2 separate regions of the Mus musculus genome follow, and region 2 is linked to region 1. The links are chromatin contacts, called in public Hi-C maps. All regions are on one chromosome and are shown on one strand. The core of a region is the stretch at or near the end of the contact, and the rest is flanking DNA. Distances in the headings are between cores, read along the strand shown.

Region 1 (7,970 bases), core at 3,547-6,046:
TTAACAGTCTGTATAGATTCCCTCGGAGTCAGGGCTGAGCCTAGGGTAGGCTTCTCCATGCAAAAGATGAGCTAAGCTGGGTTGAGAGAGAGCCAGGCAGAGCTGAGAAGAGATAGAGCTAAGTGGAGCTACCCAGCAGAGCAGGGCAGAGCCGAGAAGAGCAGAGCAAAGGCCAAGTCTAGCAAGGGCTAAGCCCAGCCAGGGTCCTGCTATCCTGGGACCTCTTGGTTCACTGATCTCATTACATGGAGTGCTTCTGCATGGCTTCTTGTCACCTTCGTGGTACACACTCATGACACACCTGCACCTGCCACAATCCTGAGATTCTGTTGACTGTGAGCCCACAGCATTATCACGTAGTGAGCAGACACATTTATCATTTCTCCTTACTTTTATTATCAACTAAGCTTAGTAGATGAGACAATAGAAGTGAGATTAGCAGCTTCTGGAGCGCCTCCGCACCAAACTCGGAACACTGTGAGATGGACGTGGTTCCAGTTCTTCTCAAACCCTTATAAAAGCCAAGGAGATATGGTGCTGCTTCTCCTCGGAAGGAGTGATGGAGAGAAACTACTGATCAGTCCAGTTCTCCAGAGGAAGAGAGGGACCTGGACCACTGACTGCAGTAGAAATTCAAGGCAGATGCAGCTGTTGGGAACCCTGGGCCAGCACAGAGCCACCTCATCAGCATTTTACCCCAAGCTTGGTGCCCAACTGTCCTGGCTATGAGAGACAAGAGATAGGGGTTGACTTGCTGGGAGTACAGAGCTGTTCTCCAGAAGCCAGCTTCAGCATCCAGTACATGGATGCCATCTGGGATCAGCCAGTGGCTCAGATGTGGTCATCTAGGTGTGTCCAGAAGGGTCTTTGTGAGGGCAGAACCCACCATGGCAGAGGGAAGCTACTAGGGATGGCAAAACCACCTTGTTCTTCTTCCAGAAATGGCTGGTCCTTCCCTTTAGGGTCTCCTGAAGCTATCTGGAAACCCCAGCTTCTCCAAAGTTGGAGCATGGGGCCAGCTATTCTCAGGTCCTTCTTGGAGATTGTTCCTGGTGTCCTGGCTGACACAGAGGTCATGTGACCCTTGTGCTATAATACAGTCCTATAGATGCCAGTTCCTCTCAGGTAGATGCCTAGTCCTATCATCTGAGGAAGGGCTTCAGCATGTACCGATGATGCTAAGGAAGTGCCTATCCTTGCCCCGACTGCCCAGGCTACTGGAGTTTCAAAGAACAGTATTTGCAGAAATGGTTCTAGGTCCCAGGAAATCATGAGCACAGGATGGTTGCCATTCTCTGATGTTCCATTCCAGAAGTCGCAAGATCTGATGTAGAACCTCAGGTTGGGCCTTAAGCTACCACAACTCCCAGAGTCTTAGTGGGATTGGGTGAGGCACACTCCAGACTTACTTTTTGCATGTGTGTTATCACTGTGACTATCAAGTATCACTTCTTGGGCCAGGACACAGTACTTGGCTGTGGGACCAGATGGAGGTAGGGGAACTTGAGCTTCATTCTGTCTCTACTTAGCTTTGAGAATGTTGATACTCCATGCCAAACTTATCTATAAGACAGGTATCATACTACACTCTCCACAGAAATCCCCCTATAAGAAAGCCATGTTCCAACATTCACTACGTGTCTGTGTATGATAAAGTTGAAGACCATTGGCTGTCAGTCCTGGAGGGTCTCCATGGACAGTCATGAGCAGCAGATAGGCTTATAGGTGAGCAAGAACAATGTGTCTCCCATGTCTCTCTGGGGTGAGGGGTTGCTCTGAGGTGAGGAGTTTTGCACTGGGGACAGGAGGATCCCTTTGGGACCAGTGTCATGATGACACACTGGTAATCCAGGGGCTTCTTGTTTCCTCCTCAGCCTCTCTCTCTCACATGGAATTGGCTCCTCTCCGAGGTGGCATAGCTCTGAACAAGGTCTTTGGGGCTGAGAATGAGTCACCTGAAGCTGGAAACCAGATCCGGCCTCTGGGCCCATTCGTCCTGGAAGTGTCAGTATGGAATTGACATCAGGAATGCTTCTCTGTGCCTTTAAACGTCCACTGCACACGGCTGTTTGGACAGGTCTTACACTGCTCCGTGTAATGGAGTCCATACATTCAATGGTTTAGAATATCTGAGCCAATACATCCTTTTTTCTCCATGGCCTCATAAAACCTGACATTTATAATCTTTCTGCTTTCAGGACTTAAAAGATTGGTACCACAGAGGTGGCCCAGCCACATGTGCACATGGTTAGAGGCGTTTTTTAAATAAAGGCATCTCTTGGGGTTTGGTTTGGTTTGGTTCTGTGTTTTCATACCACCAGATGCTTAGTAATCTGTTGACTTAGTAAAGTATGTATTTCATCCCCAAAGAAAACTCTCAAACAATTGGCATCCTCAAACCTCTAGGCACGGGATTAAATTTTGAACAAAGACCCTTGGCTTCTTCAGACCCCAGCGGGCCCCACCTATGACCAGGATGGAAGACACAGTGCCGTTTTTTAATAGTCTCTCCCTGCAGCATTCAGAGAAGATGCTGTCCCCAGAAGTTTGCAGGAATAACCAGGTGCCACACAAGCAGAACAGAGTTGGGGGTGAGGGTGGGAGTGTCATGTCTATATCTGCACAAACACTCTGATGTTTGGGGGGGTATATTTTCTGTTCTCTCCACCAAACTTCTTCACATTTAAGCAGGGGAGTGGAGAGTTTTTTAGTGTAGTGTTTGTTTTTCCACTTGACAGTGCTCTGAGTTGCTCACAGCTCCTGGTCAGCTGGGGGACAGGGAAGTCTCTCTATCCCTCTGACTTTTGTCCTGAGAACTCTGCCGCAGACCATGCAGCTGTGACAATGATGCTGACTGGATGGTCCTGATGTTGACTGGCCTCTGCAGTGGCTCCATCATCGAAAGATACAACTGACATGGGCCACACTGCTGTTACATGCAAGCCCCTTCTGCCTGTGACATCGTGGGGAGCCTTTTGAACTCCTGTTAGATGTTCCTGTTCTCCTCTGGCTAGAGACCACAGTCCCTGGTCCCCCCAGTTTCTGGTAAGATTCATGGTTTGTCGCAAAGCCCCTTCGTTCTGTTGCCAGCTTCTGTCGATTGCTTCTGATTCTTGAATGAGAGGGGGAGATGCCCGACAGGTCAGTATGTGGCGGGCGCCATGTGAGACCTTTAGGTCCCTGTCCTCTTGGCCATGAAACATTTATATGGGGTATAGACTGCTCTCCTGCAGCTGTGGAGATGAATCGGCCCAGCAACTACACCCATGCTTGCCTCACACCCTTCACACCTGAACTCTTCTCAGCAGAAATCAGCATGCGCCGGTGTCTCAGGACCAAATGGCATCTGTGGGAAGCTGGTCTGTTTTGACTGGTTCAAAGGAGGATTGCTGCCATTTCTAAGCGAGAGTTTTTACTCTTCGAAAAGACCAAGAGATGTCCCTCTCTTCTGCTGGATTTTGCCCATCCTGTGCCACACTATGTCCCATCAGGAAATGATGGCGGGCAAGACCCAGCGAACTGCAGGAACCAGTGGATATGGATGTGGTCAGTCCTCCTGTCCCTGGACCTGGCACGGGAACTCTGAGCTTCCTATTGCTGCCACGGCAAGTCCACTCACTTGGTGATTTGAAAGCAGGATAGACCTGCTGTCCCAGAGTTCCTGAGGTCAGAAACCTGAAGTCAGACTCACTGGAAAGGGGAAAGTGTGGGCAGGGCTGGTCCATTCTTCAGGTCCCAGGCACTGTACCTTTCCTGGCCCTTTCCAGTTTCTAGAGGCATGTGTACCTCTCTACCTTCTAAATGTGTCACCCGGTGTAGCTTCTGCTCATGGAATGTATCAGCTCTTTGCATTGAACAGATGGTCAGGTAGTCATTTCCTTCTAGAGGGAGGTATTTATGGCGCTGAGGAACACCCCCTCTCCCAACCACACAAAGCCATTTAACAATGGCTGGAGAGAGGACTGTGGTAGTTGCATTGGGCAGGGAGCTCCAGGGATGCCAACCCTGTGAGTTTTACCCAGGCCAGGTGAGACTCTCTTATGATGCTCCCTGTCTTGGAGTCACCCATGGTCCTGAGAGTACCCAGAATAAACTCTGGTTCACCATGTTAGATTGGGAATCATGGTTCTTAAGATCTGCCATCATTAGTACACTATCTAGGGAGAACAGATATGTGTTTATTTCTCTCCAGAGAAAGTCATATAAGAGACTCTCTTCCTCTTTCTCCCAAGGATACTTGTGACTATGTCCAGGGCTCACTAGGCAATCTAGGGCCATACCTCCTCCCAACCTCCAACCCCAAGGCTTCTGACCAGGGCTCATCTGTAAAGTCCCTTTTGCTGTAAACCATGTCAACAGCCTTCAGGTGTCAGGGTGAGACTCCTCAGGGGTTACATATGCAGCTTTCTCTATTGGTCCCACTGTCTGGAGGTTTTCTGTAGGGTATATACTGAGGCTATATGGATCCTGGCTTATCCAAACCCACTTGCGTTCATTTGTTCTAAACTCTGAAACTTCAGCAGTGCCGCACCTGACCTCACTGTGTTAAGGCTGAGTAAACAGAGAGTTCTGGGTGTCACTGCCGCAGAGCCCGTACCTGGGATGGAGCCTGAGGATCCTCACTTAGCACATTTCCTACTTATAGAGGGTTGGCTGTGGGCACGGAAGACGACCATGAGTGACGGCTGTTGAAATAAAACAGGAGCCAATAAAGGAGCAATGAGTCACACTGTGGTCACAGTTATACCAGCCAAGCTCTTGTAAACGGTAGGGCTGTGGGACACAAGTGAGCCCACACCGGGCTGACTCGCTGGGAGTCTTCATGGACGCCTGGCATGACGACTGCCCAGCTGTCACTGTCATGTGCTTGTAATAGCACCTACAAAAGACATAACGGGTCTTTAGCTTTTCCCTGTCTTTAAGGGACTATGAGGCTCTGATCTCTCTCTCTCTCTCTCTTCCCTGACTCTCTTCTCTCTCCCCCCTCTCTCTGTTGTTTTCTGGCTCATTAAAGGGTGGGTATTCCCAATTTTGGACTAGACCTTTCAAACCATCATTGAAAATAAACATTTTCATAAGTTCATTATTTTAGGTATCTTGGTCTATCTGATTAATATAAAGAATCGGTGTCAGGAGTGAGATCATTGGTACAGCTATATTGGCAAGATGGAGGAGGCTTTGCTTTATAGGGGGAGCTTGGAGGGCCTCAAAGGAGCAGCCAGAAAAACCTGGAGCACATTGAGGAGACTGTATTGGCAATTCTGCGCAAGCTCAGAACAGAATGTAGAAGAAAATGTAGACAGTAGAGGCCATCTTGATGAGGTTTCAGATGAACATGAACAGAACAGTCTCCTGGGAACTATAAAGAGGCTATCCGTATTTGTACTACAACATAAAAAAATGATTGCATTTTGTCCGTGTCCTGGGACTTGTTAAGACTGAGCTTAAAAGGTGACAGACAACTCCTCTGGTGGAGAGAATTCGAAGGCAGCACAGTGTCCAGACAGATGAGTGAGTGTAACTCTTCTTTAGCCAACTTTATAAGTGAGGATCAGCATCAAAGGGGGAGCAGAATAGCAGGATCTGGAAAACCTGTGGCACGGCCAAGAAAGAAGTGTCTATTTTTGTTCTATCCAGGGCAGGTACAGTCAACAGTTCAACATAAAGCACCCAAGTGCTCCAGGCCTTTACCAGAGGCTCAGAAGTGTAGAAATGCAAATGTGTTTCAGAGATTTTTCCAGGGCAGATTCCCCCACCCCCAACCCAAAGAGCCCTGGAGTGTTCTGCATGCCCAGAACTGTCCTTGGATTCAGATCCACTTCCTTCTGCTCAGCCCGTGAAATGTCCCAAGGGTACCATAAATATGGCTCAAGCATACCTGTTGGTTCAAGCACACCTCACAATCGTCTCCACCATACTGGTTCTGCAGATGGGCAGAGGGTACGAGTTGTTATGCTGTCAGAGGCTTCCAGTGGGATTTCAAGGAAATGCTCTCGATGCCAGGGCAGTGTGTGGCAGGATCAGAGATGATCCGTGCAGTCATCAATAGGACAGTGGAGACCCAGGAATATGAAGCATGTGTTTGGAAAACTATCGATAGCGTGGGAAGCCTGCCTGGGAGAGCAGTCATGTGTGTTGCAACCAGCCATGTTGTAAGGGTGGAGTTCCTCAGAGTTCATGGCCCATGATCATGATCCTTAGAAGTTGCCATGGAGACTATGACTTCAAGTTATGTTTTCCTTGCTGAGTTTCAGTCTTGGCCTGGTACCTCCTCTCTGCTTCTCTCTATTCTTCATTTTTAGAGTATGAATCTGGGTGTCGAAGGTTTGTTACAGGGGCTCCTGGTCAAGTTTGTCTGGAATCTCAAGGGAGTCTTCAGACGTGTCCCTTGGGGTGACACTGAACAGGTGAGACTTGGATAATCCTGGGATGGACTGAGGGTCTTTTGCACTGTGAGATGGACATGAGCCTTTGGGGATAGCAATAAAATGCTGTATTTAGGTGTCTGGTATCCCCCATTGGGTGCGTGTCAAAGGCTCCTCACGGCAGTGCCACTGGGAAGTAGAAGAAGATAGAGATAGACTAACTGGCCCTTAGATGCCGAGGGCATGGCCTGCGGAGAAAATCCCACGGGTCTCTGGGATTTTCCTCCTCTCTGTTGGCCTCCTGGATGTGAAGTTTCTTCTGTCTCATTTTCCCTATCAGTACCCGAAATGCCCCAAAAGCTGAGTCCATCCAAGCGTGGGCTGGAACTATTAAAACCACGAGACACAGTAAACCTTTCTCTTCACAAGCTAATTGTCTCAGGTTTTTTGTTACAGTAATGAGTAATGGCAAGCTGATTAAAGAGAGCTTTGTGTTTTCCTTTTGAGGAAATGATGTTGCTGTCGTGGTTGGCTTAGAAAGGAAATTTCTGTGAGCTTCATTTTTTTTTTTTCATGGCAGTTTCTCTGTATAGCCCTGGCTGTCCTGGAACTCACTCTGTAGACCAGGCTGGCCTCAATCTCAGAGATCTGAGTGCCTCTGACTCCTGAGTGCTGGGATTAAATTGTGTGCGCCACCATGCCTGGCTTGAAAAAATTTTAAACTATTATTTAAAATTCACTATACATGAATACATGCCGATGTGTTATACAAAGTCCTTCTCAATAATATTTCAGATATGTCAAGCATCTCTCCTCCTCCCCCTTCTTCTCCTGCCATCCCCTTTGTCACCCTAGCATTATTTTTATTCCCATGTTCTACATGTATGTGTGATTCTGTGTGTCTGTATAAATCCTATTACTCACAGACGAGAAAAGAAAGATATGATATGTATCTTTCCGAATCTGACTCATTTTCTTTGGTACAGTGATCGCCAGTCGCACCCATTTTCCCACAAATACTTCTTTCTTTATGGCTAAATAAAACCCTATTGTGCATCTGTGGTACATCTCGCCCACATCTGTGGTACATCTCGCCCACATCTGTCATGGGCATCTAGGTTGACCATAATAAACTTGGCCAGCATGAGCAGTGCTGCAGTGAACACATGAATATTTGCAAGTATCTCTAAGACACGTCGGCATTGGGTCTTACTAAGGAGGGGTATAACAGGCTAATCTGGAAAGTTCTATTTTTAGTTTTTGTAAGAGCCCCCTCCACTGATTTCCACATTGGCTGCACCATTCCCCAGAGATGCATAAAGAGGATCGAACATTTTCAATGACATGTTCGCCTCCCATTCTCCCTCTCGTCAGTAGATCAGCCAGTAGCTCAGGACAGAAAGAGAATGGGGTCCTGGAAAGTTTTCTGTAGATGACCGGGTCTGGGAATGTCAGATCGTTCCCTCAGACTTGAGATCTCCGTCAGTCAGAGCAGCAAAAACATGTTTTTCCTAGTCTAAAACCACTCACAAATCATGGGTTATAAGTTACAACAACAAAATCTCAGTCCTGTTCAGAACTGACACACATCCGCACCCAGCACGT
Region 2 (7,970 bases), core at 3,329-5,828, 270 kb after region 1:
CTAATAGCAATGGCAGGGACTGGAGAGATGGGTCCATGGTTAAAAAGCACTTGTGGCTCTTGGAGAGGACATGGGTTTGATTCCTAGTCCTCACACGGTGACTCATAGCTATCAATAACTCCAGTCCCAGGGGACTTGACAGCATCATCCGACCTCCATGAGCACCAGCAGGCACATGGCACACACACATACATGTAGTAAAAGCATAGTGCATATTCATGCAGGAGAAATATTCATATGCACAAAATTTAAAATATCTGAAGGTTTTTTTTTTTTTTTAAATTCAATTGACCCTTTGTCTTGCATCTAAAAAAGCTAACTCCCCACAAGGCTCAGGGCGAGCAGCTCTGGGAGTGAGCAGCTGGCAACCAGCTTGTCTGCTGTTGTCAGATGCTGTGAAGAGGAGTCTTGCCCAGCCAGGCCACATCCTCAGCACCACAGCCCTGCTGAGTTCCAGGAACAAACTTCTCTGTAGACCAAGGCAAACAAAGATCCAGACCCCTCCAGCGCTGGACTTGGCCTGCTGTGTAGAACACTTCAAATGTGGAAAATACACAAGGCCAGATGGTTAAGTTACCACCACAGGCCACTGCTTCAACAATTTGGGGGTGGTTTGCATTTTAACTTTGATTTTAAAATGAGGTTTTAAAGTACTGATAAACTCTTCACTTTTGGAGACTCACTCAAGGACATCATGGTTTCCTTGGATTTTAAAAAAATGGATTTTTATTAATTTTTATAACATATATTTCATCATCTTCTACCCCCTACTTCTTTCATAGTCCCCTACCTCCCTACCCACCCTACTCCATGTTCTTTTTCTTTCTCAAAAATTCAAAACAAACTAAAAAAAGAAAAGAAAAGAAAAGAAAGGAAAGGAAAGGAAAGGAAAGGAAAGGAAAGGAAAGGAAAGGAAAGGAAAGGAAAGGGAAAGGAATTAACAAAACAGTATACAAAAAAATTTTTTTCCTGTGGAGTTCAAGTACTCCTGGACATGGGACCTTCCCTGGAGTGTAATTGATATACCTAGTATCTTAGCCAGGGTTTTATTGCTGCAACGAAACACCATGACCAAGAAGCAACTTGAGAAGGAAAGGGGAAGTCAGGACTAGAACTCCCACAGGGCGGGAACCTGGAGGCAGGAGCTGACGCTGAGGCTGTGGAAGGTACTGATTACTGCTTGCTTCCCCTGGCTTGTTCAGCGTACTTTCTTATAGAACCCAGAACCACCTGCCCAGGGATGGCACCATCCACAGTGGACCCTCCTTCCTCGATCACTAATTGAGAAAATGCCTTACAGCTGGATCTTATGGGAACATTTCCTCAACGGAGGCTCCTTTCTCTGTGATAACTCCAGCTAACACACAAAACCAGCATGCACATATATGTGTGGGTGTGTGTATCCCATATTATTGGAATATATAAACCCAATAATAATAATAATAATAATAATAATAATAATAATAATAATAATAATAATAATAATAAAGTAGTTGGTTACTACCATAACAATTTTGCCATTATTGCTCCAGTATACCTTGCAGGCAGGTTGCTGTTGTACGTTACAGAGTTTTTAGCTGGGTATTAATGAAGATTACTTTTCTCTTCCAGTAGCTCACATGGTACCTTCTAATACCATGAAGGCTGGTCAGTAGGGGTGAAGTTTCTTGTTGGGCACCAGCTCAATTTCTCCATGTCTTTTTAGCTGAAATTCTTATTGACTTTAGCTGTGTCACAATTAGAACGATTTTAGCGGAAATTCTGTAGGCAAAAAGTTTGATTTTGTATATTAACAGATGCAAGAAACTGATCTATATATTTTCCAGCAGAGAAAATGCTCCCCGGGATCTTAAAAAGAGAAACAAGCATTATCTTGCAATTGATCTGGGGCCGAGGAATATCACTCTACAAAGCCTGATGGCTGGACAGGACCTTTGATAGACCTAATCACAGCTCCCAAGAGTGGCACTCACTGCCAATATGTGAACCAGACAATGCTGGCACCATTTCAGCTCATCCTCTTAACACCTGTTAAGAGCCTCAAGGACAAGGAGCATCTCTGCATCTGCGCACCTGGCATTCATGTTTGTAATTCATGTGTCTTAGTTAGCGTTTCCATTGCTGTAATGAGACACCATGACTAAGGCAACTCTTATAAGGAACATTCAACTGGGACCGGCCTACAGGATCAGAGGTTCAATCCATTATCATCATGGCAGGAAGCATGGCAGTGTCCAGGCAGACACGGTGCTAGAGAAGGAGCTGAGAGTTCTGCATCTTGATCCAAGTGCAGCCAGGAGAGACTGTCTTCTAGGCAACTAGGAGGAGGGTCTCAAAGCCCACGCCCACAGTGACAAAATTCCTCCAACAAGGCCACACCTACTCCAACAAGACCACACTTCCTAATAGTGCCACTCCCTGGGCCAAGCCACCACACCATGTCACTCCAATGCTCCCCAAAATAAAATCTGGGAGGGAAGAGCAATAAAGGCATCAATAAACGTGTTCGTAATTCTCTTCAGTCCTAGAGACTGTGTGGTCACAAAGGTTCCTTGCAAGATGTCTGTGTACACACAGGAGCCCTGGAAGATGTCTGTGCACACACAGGAGCCCTGGAAGATGTCTGTATACACACAGGAGCCCTGGAAGTTAAGAAAAAATGTTATGGAAGTTGTGGTACTCAGTGAGATCATGCAAAGTGTACAATGCATAATCATGCATACAGCATTTAGAAATTAATATTCTGAGTCAGGCTTTATTTAATTTAAACCAGCTGTCGGCCTGCATAGCTCTCTTTCATTTCACATTCAATACACCCTGAGACCATTGTAAATAACCACACTCAAACTTTTCTTCACATATATAACATAATTAATTACTCCTGTCTTGTTTTAGTCCTTGGTGATCACAAATTACATTACATTCAAATTTAACTTAGTGGAAAAGGATGTTAATTTTTCCAAATCCCCTTAGTCCAAGATGGACCACTTGTGTGGGATTAAGTCAAGATTCCATGACCAGCATCCCAGGGTTTACAGACAGGCCTGACAGAGATGCTCTCTGGAGCTTCCTCCTCTGCTGCTTGGAGTGAGGGGTAGGAACAAGAAATACTGAAAGCATTCTCTCTCAGACCACGTGTGAGGGGACAGTGTATATTGTCGCTTCCCATAAGGCTGGCACATGCCATTTTGATTTGTAGACACTTGGTATCATCCAATTATAAAAGTTAAATGACTTCTCTTCTGCTTTGGCCTAGTTATGGAGTGTGTGTGTGTGTGTGTGTGTGTGTGTGTGTGTGTGTGTGTGTTATGTGCACATGTGTGTCTTCACACACTTCAGAAAAAATTGCCTAAAAATACACTGAATGTACATTGCTACCTATTTTAAGTCAACCTACACATCTAAAAATACTCAGGAAATGTGAGCTTACCTCCTGAAATACCCAAACATTATAACTCTGAGCACAGGGGCCTGGCTTCAGAACTCCTGCTTCTCTGGGATCTCGTGACTCATAGCCAGAGGACATCAGATCCTGGGGAGTATGACCAGCACATACAAGTTTACCTTGGTGTCACTGAATCAAGTGGTGGATGTGGTTGACACTTCACGAATTAAGGACAAGTTGTTTGGCAGACCAGCGAGATGAAGAACATAGAGGATTTGGCTCCAAGAAGAGTCTCCGTGTGCAGCACAGGTTTTATGCTCTTATTTCCTCCAGGACTTAGGATGCTTTCTGGTTGGTGTGTGCATGTCCTTGTGAGTGTGTATGTATGAGTTTGTGTTTGTTCTCTCTCTCTCTCTCTCTCTGTGTGTGTGTGTGTGTGTGTGTGTGTGTGTGTGTGTGTGACATGGAGGCAAAGACCATTCAGATTTATAGAGGTGTCCAACCTTCTCTTTGAGTCATTCCTCCTAAATTCACCCCTTTGACAGAAGTGGATTGATGACCCTGTACAGTAACCATATGCCATCGTCAAAGATGCTGTTCACAGCACAGCTCATGGGGGATAGGGACTGCCCAGGTTAGTAAACACTCCAAAGCAACCACCCATAAGTCAACTGGGATCAAGCAACTAGTAGCCAGAGAACCTGGTTGTCCCTCAGTTTTTAGCTTTTATTGAGGGGAGGCCATGGTACAGTAACCAAAGAAGGAGGTGGCTCTTTGAAAGTCCTAAGTAGGCCCAGGGCATAACTGTGAGAGCTCTTTAAAGGATGAAAAATGACATTTAAAGTGACATTTAAGCTAAGTGGAAAAAAAAATGTCTGCATCTTACCCATTTCTCAGGAAATAAGCATCTTGGGGCTAATTAATGTCCAGTAGCAAACAGTCCTATCAGTGGCTTAAGGCTGATATAGAAACCTGCTGGGAGAGCTGACTAAGGCGACTCATTCCAGGGCAAGTGGGACGCCCTTTGCTCTATCCCATTTCCATTGCCTGTAAAGGCTCCAAGAAACCATCTGCTCCCAAAGAGAGTGTTAAGACCTTAGGATTCTGAGGTCCACTTCATGTGGGAAACACAGCCTGTAGAAGCCACCTCAGGACACTTGATGAGGAGCAGCTGTAGACTCCAATCCTTAGCCACAGGAAAATGAACAGCTGGCTTTGGGACTAATTTCCAAGACTCTTCATTTCAGATAGGACTGTGACTCATACCGTTATCAAATCCCAGCTATTGGGCTCCTTACTGAGAAATCACAAGTCATCTATGCGACTTTTTTTTTTTTTTAAGATATCCTCCTGTCTCTTTTTAAAGATAAAGCCCAGGTTAGACTCTGGGACTTTCCATTTAACCAAGGATGGCCTTGAATGTTTGCTCCTTCTGCCTCTACCTTTGAAACTTCGGGTAAAGGAATAGTAATGGCGTATATCTATAAGATAATGTAAATGAATTATGGAGACTGCTTAAACAGTGTCACTTCTGTTTTCCGACTGGCTTACCTAATTTGTCATGTTTCTAACTTGCATCAGTGGTGAATCCTAATTAAATTGCCTAAAAAGCTCAGACACCAAATTTCATATTTTGCTTGTTTTTACTTGAAGGAATGTAGGGAGGAAATGCATGGTTTCTTAGGCATTACCAGTGTTGACCCACACCTCCCCATCATGGGAATAAAATTTTTTGCACAGTATAATGGGCAAATACAATATTACAAGCAAGCAGGCAGGCAGGCAGGCAAGCAAGCAAGCAAGTAAGGGAACCATTCCAGCAGGCCACCTTCTAAACAGTGGTACTCTTAAGACTTTCACACTTAGCTCACTCTGAGTTTACCCAGGATGTCTCACTGGCTTGGCAAACCCATAGGAGGAAAAAGAATGCTAAAAATGAACAGGCTTTCACATTATTTTAATCTGTTTTTTATTGCTGCTATTATTTAAATGTTTTTTTTTTAGTTTGTCTCTTTTTATTTTATCATATCTGATACCTAATCTAGGGTCCAGGCAAGCTGCTAAAGCAGTGAGCTGTACTCCCAGCCTATATTTAAAATAACAGTCCTTAGTGAAATAAAGTTGCTTTATAACTCTAGCTACAAATAAGTATGCACAAATTAAATGTCTCTGTGTAAACACATACACACGACCATTTGTAAGGACACACTGCTGGGTCCGTGTAAACACATACGCACAACCATTTGTAAGGACCCAGCAGTGCAGTGAGACATGTTTGCATCCTCAGTAATGATGTCACAACGGTGAGCCTCAGAGGCACCAACATTTGCCCCTGCTTGTATGATGCGTGAACTTCCTGCTTAGAACTCAGGCTTTTGGCTGAGTTTGAGGCTTTTGGTTCCTAATGGTGCTCTGCCTGAGCAGGGTCACAAATCAGAAGAAACTGTCAAAGTCTCCCAGGCTGACAGGTGGAAATCACCCAGGTCTTGAACTATCTCTCTGAGTCCTCACATGCAGGGCTTCTTAGCATAGGTGAGCTAGTGCTGCTTTATGCCTGAGCCTCCCAGGAAAACAGCATAAATCAAGACTCCAGAGGCCCTGCCTTGTGGTTCTTTTGCTCTCTGCCCGTCCTTCTTCTCGTCACTTTGTTCCCAGGACACCCCTTTCTGAGCTTGGTAAGGGGTGTTGACGATTGGAAGTATGACATGGGTAACCTTAACCCTGGTGACTGCAGAGTAGAGGCTAGGCCCCACCCTATGAGACCAACTTGAAACAACTATTACACTTAGTGAAACTTTTCCGTTCTCCATCAGTGTCAGCCTCACCAATCCTACATTGGGCTAACCTTTCTCCTTACAGCTGCCCACATCTGTCATTAACACATTAGTCTCCAATCCAGCAAGGCTGGATGCCTGTTCTCTGCTGTACACTCCCCCTACCTTGGAAGGACAGTGGTCTTGAAGCACATGTCACTGCTGTACTCAAAAGTCACCAGTTACAATATAGAGAAAATCTTTGTTGTAGATAAAAACTCGCATGTTAGTATATTTTAGACTGTTGGGAGCTATTGAAAATTAGACCATGGAAATGACCTATCACTTTTAAATCCAATAACCCTTGAGAGGGTTGTGTCTTGTATACTGGGCTTCATCTAGGAGCTGGGAATAGTGAATGGAATGTCCCATATTTTTTTTAAATGTATATGTATTTTATTGGCTATTTTATTTTTTAATTTTTATTCATTATTTTATTTATTTACATTTCAAATGTTACCCCCCTTCGGGGCTTCCCCTCCTCAAATCCCCACCCCTCCCCCAAGCTTCTATGAGGGTGCTCTCCTACCCACCCACCCATTCCTGCCCCTTTGCTCTGGCATCCCTTACATTGAGGCATCAAGCCTTCACAGGACCAAGGGCCTCCCCTCTCATCGTCCTATGTTCATAGCAGCCTTATTTATAATAACCAGCAGGTGGAAATAACCCAGATATCCCTCAATAGAGATAATAGATATAGAAAATGTGGTACATTTACACAATGGAGTACTACTTGGCTATTAAAAACAATGACATCATAAAATTCACCGGCAAATGAATGGAACTAGAAAGTATCATCCTGAGTGAGGTAACCCAGTCACAAAGGAACACACATGGGAGTACTCAACTGATAAGTGGATATTAGGAATAAAAGCTCGGAATATCCAAGACACAACTCACTGACCACATGAAGCTCAAGAAGAAGGAAGGCCAAAGTGTGGATGCTTCTATGACATAGTGGAGTAGGACGAGGAATCTGGTGGCCTAGAGCTTGCTGGGGGAGCACGCCAGCTGCTCTATGCTCACAGCTGTGTCTGGCAAACAGTCTGAATTTCACAAAGTGGCTAAAGATTAGCTATAGCTTTCTGGTTTCCACAGTGCAAGCATGTATAATGTAAATGTGGTTTCATTTTGAAACTGAAGGTTCAATGTCTCCCTGACTAGCACTGGGCTCTGAGGGAAGAAGCAGGACTCCGTTAAGCAAAGTGAGCGAGGACTTTTTAGATAAGCATTTAGGAGTTCATTCCTTGGGTAATTTAAGAATTGACTATATTTTATAATGTATTTAGTTTAAAAGATATTTTACAATTTTAATCATCTTTTACTAAAGCATAGGCATGTGGTAAATTACAAATTGATGTACTTATGTCTATACCCCTCAGTGGAGATCTCTCAGGTCCCAAGAAACACCACACTGAAGTCACATGTGATGTATTGGTTGCAGCCTTCCCTTGCAAGTTCACAGCTCCTCCAGGACTGCTCTAGTGCACACTGCCTGCTGGCTGGGCATAGGTCATCTGTCCTTTGAGTTGTGTGTTGTTGCTTTGTGAGTGAGTTCATTGTCTGATCTAAGAATGACGTGTGCAGCCTGGTCAGAGGAGAGTGTACAGTACACCGGGGTTTCACTTGATCATTTATCAAGTCACCTTCTCTCTGGCAAGCCTTTTGAATGTACTAAGCCTCCATTTTCCTACTTGAGAAATGAAGGAATTTGATGAAAAATTTGCTTCTTGCTTCAATTCTAAAAATGTTATGATTCAAGTGAAGATTAA

Evidence for each region. Hi-C and Micro-C count contacts between places; a contact is called where the count stands out from the background.
Region 2: a contact with region 1 is called in a Hi-C map of myocytes, with 2.5 times the contacts expected there. The contact joins two enhancer-like sites. A contact is called at or near these places in 1 of 39 promoter capture datasets (embryonic stem cells), 4 of 15 datasets of contacts at CTCF or cohesin (the NIH/3T3 cell line, embryonic stem cells and stem cell-derived epiblast-like cells), 149 of 484 Hi-C or Micro-C datasets (the AML12 cell line, the AtT-20 cell line, B cells and 70 more), 22 of 115 datasets of contacts at active chromatin or transcription factors (the NIH/3T3 cell line, astrocytes, cardiomyocytes and 12 more) and 1 of 9 other capture datasets (embryonic tail).

What each region holds. Positions count from the first base shown.
Region 1 is chr17:14,235,370-14,243,339 of GRCm38.p6, forward strand. It overlaps Gm41531 (a long non-coding RNA gene), which reads left to right. Exons shown (of 2, transcript XR_876621.1): 2 at 2,739-4,111. Among named protein-coding and RNA genes, the nearest start is that of Gm34567, 10 kb to the right of the region's middle. Within about 2 kb of position 4,797, at least 8 of the 459 cell types and tissues checked have an H3K27ac peak or open chromatin away from gene starts, as enhancers often do. A contact at or near this core is called in myocytes, where this site is marked.
Region 2 is chr17:14,501,098-14,509,067 of GRCm38.p6, forward strand. It overlaps Gm34916 (a long non-coding RNA gene), which reads right to left. Exons shown (of 3, transcript XR_385417.2): 3 at 2,355-2,642. Among named protein-coding and RNA genes, the nearest start is that of Gm34916, 17 kb to the right of the region's middle. Within about 2 kb of position 4,579, at least 8 of the 459 cell types and tissues checked have an H3K27ac peak or open chromatin away from gene starts, as enhancers often do. A contact at or near this core is called in myocytes, where this site is marked.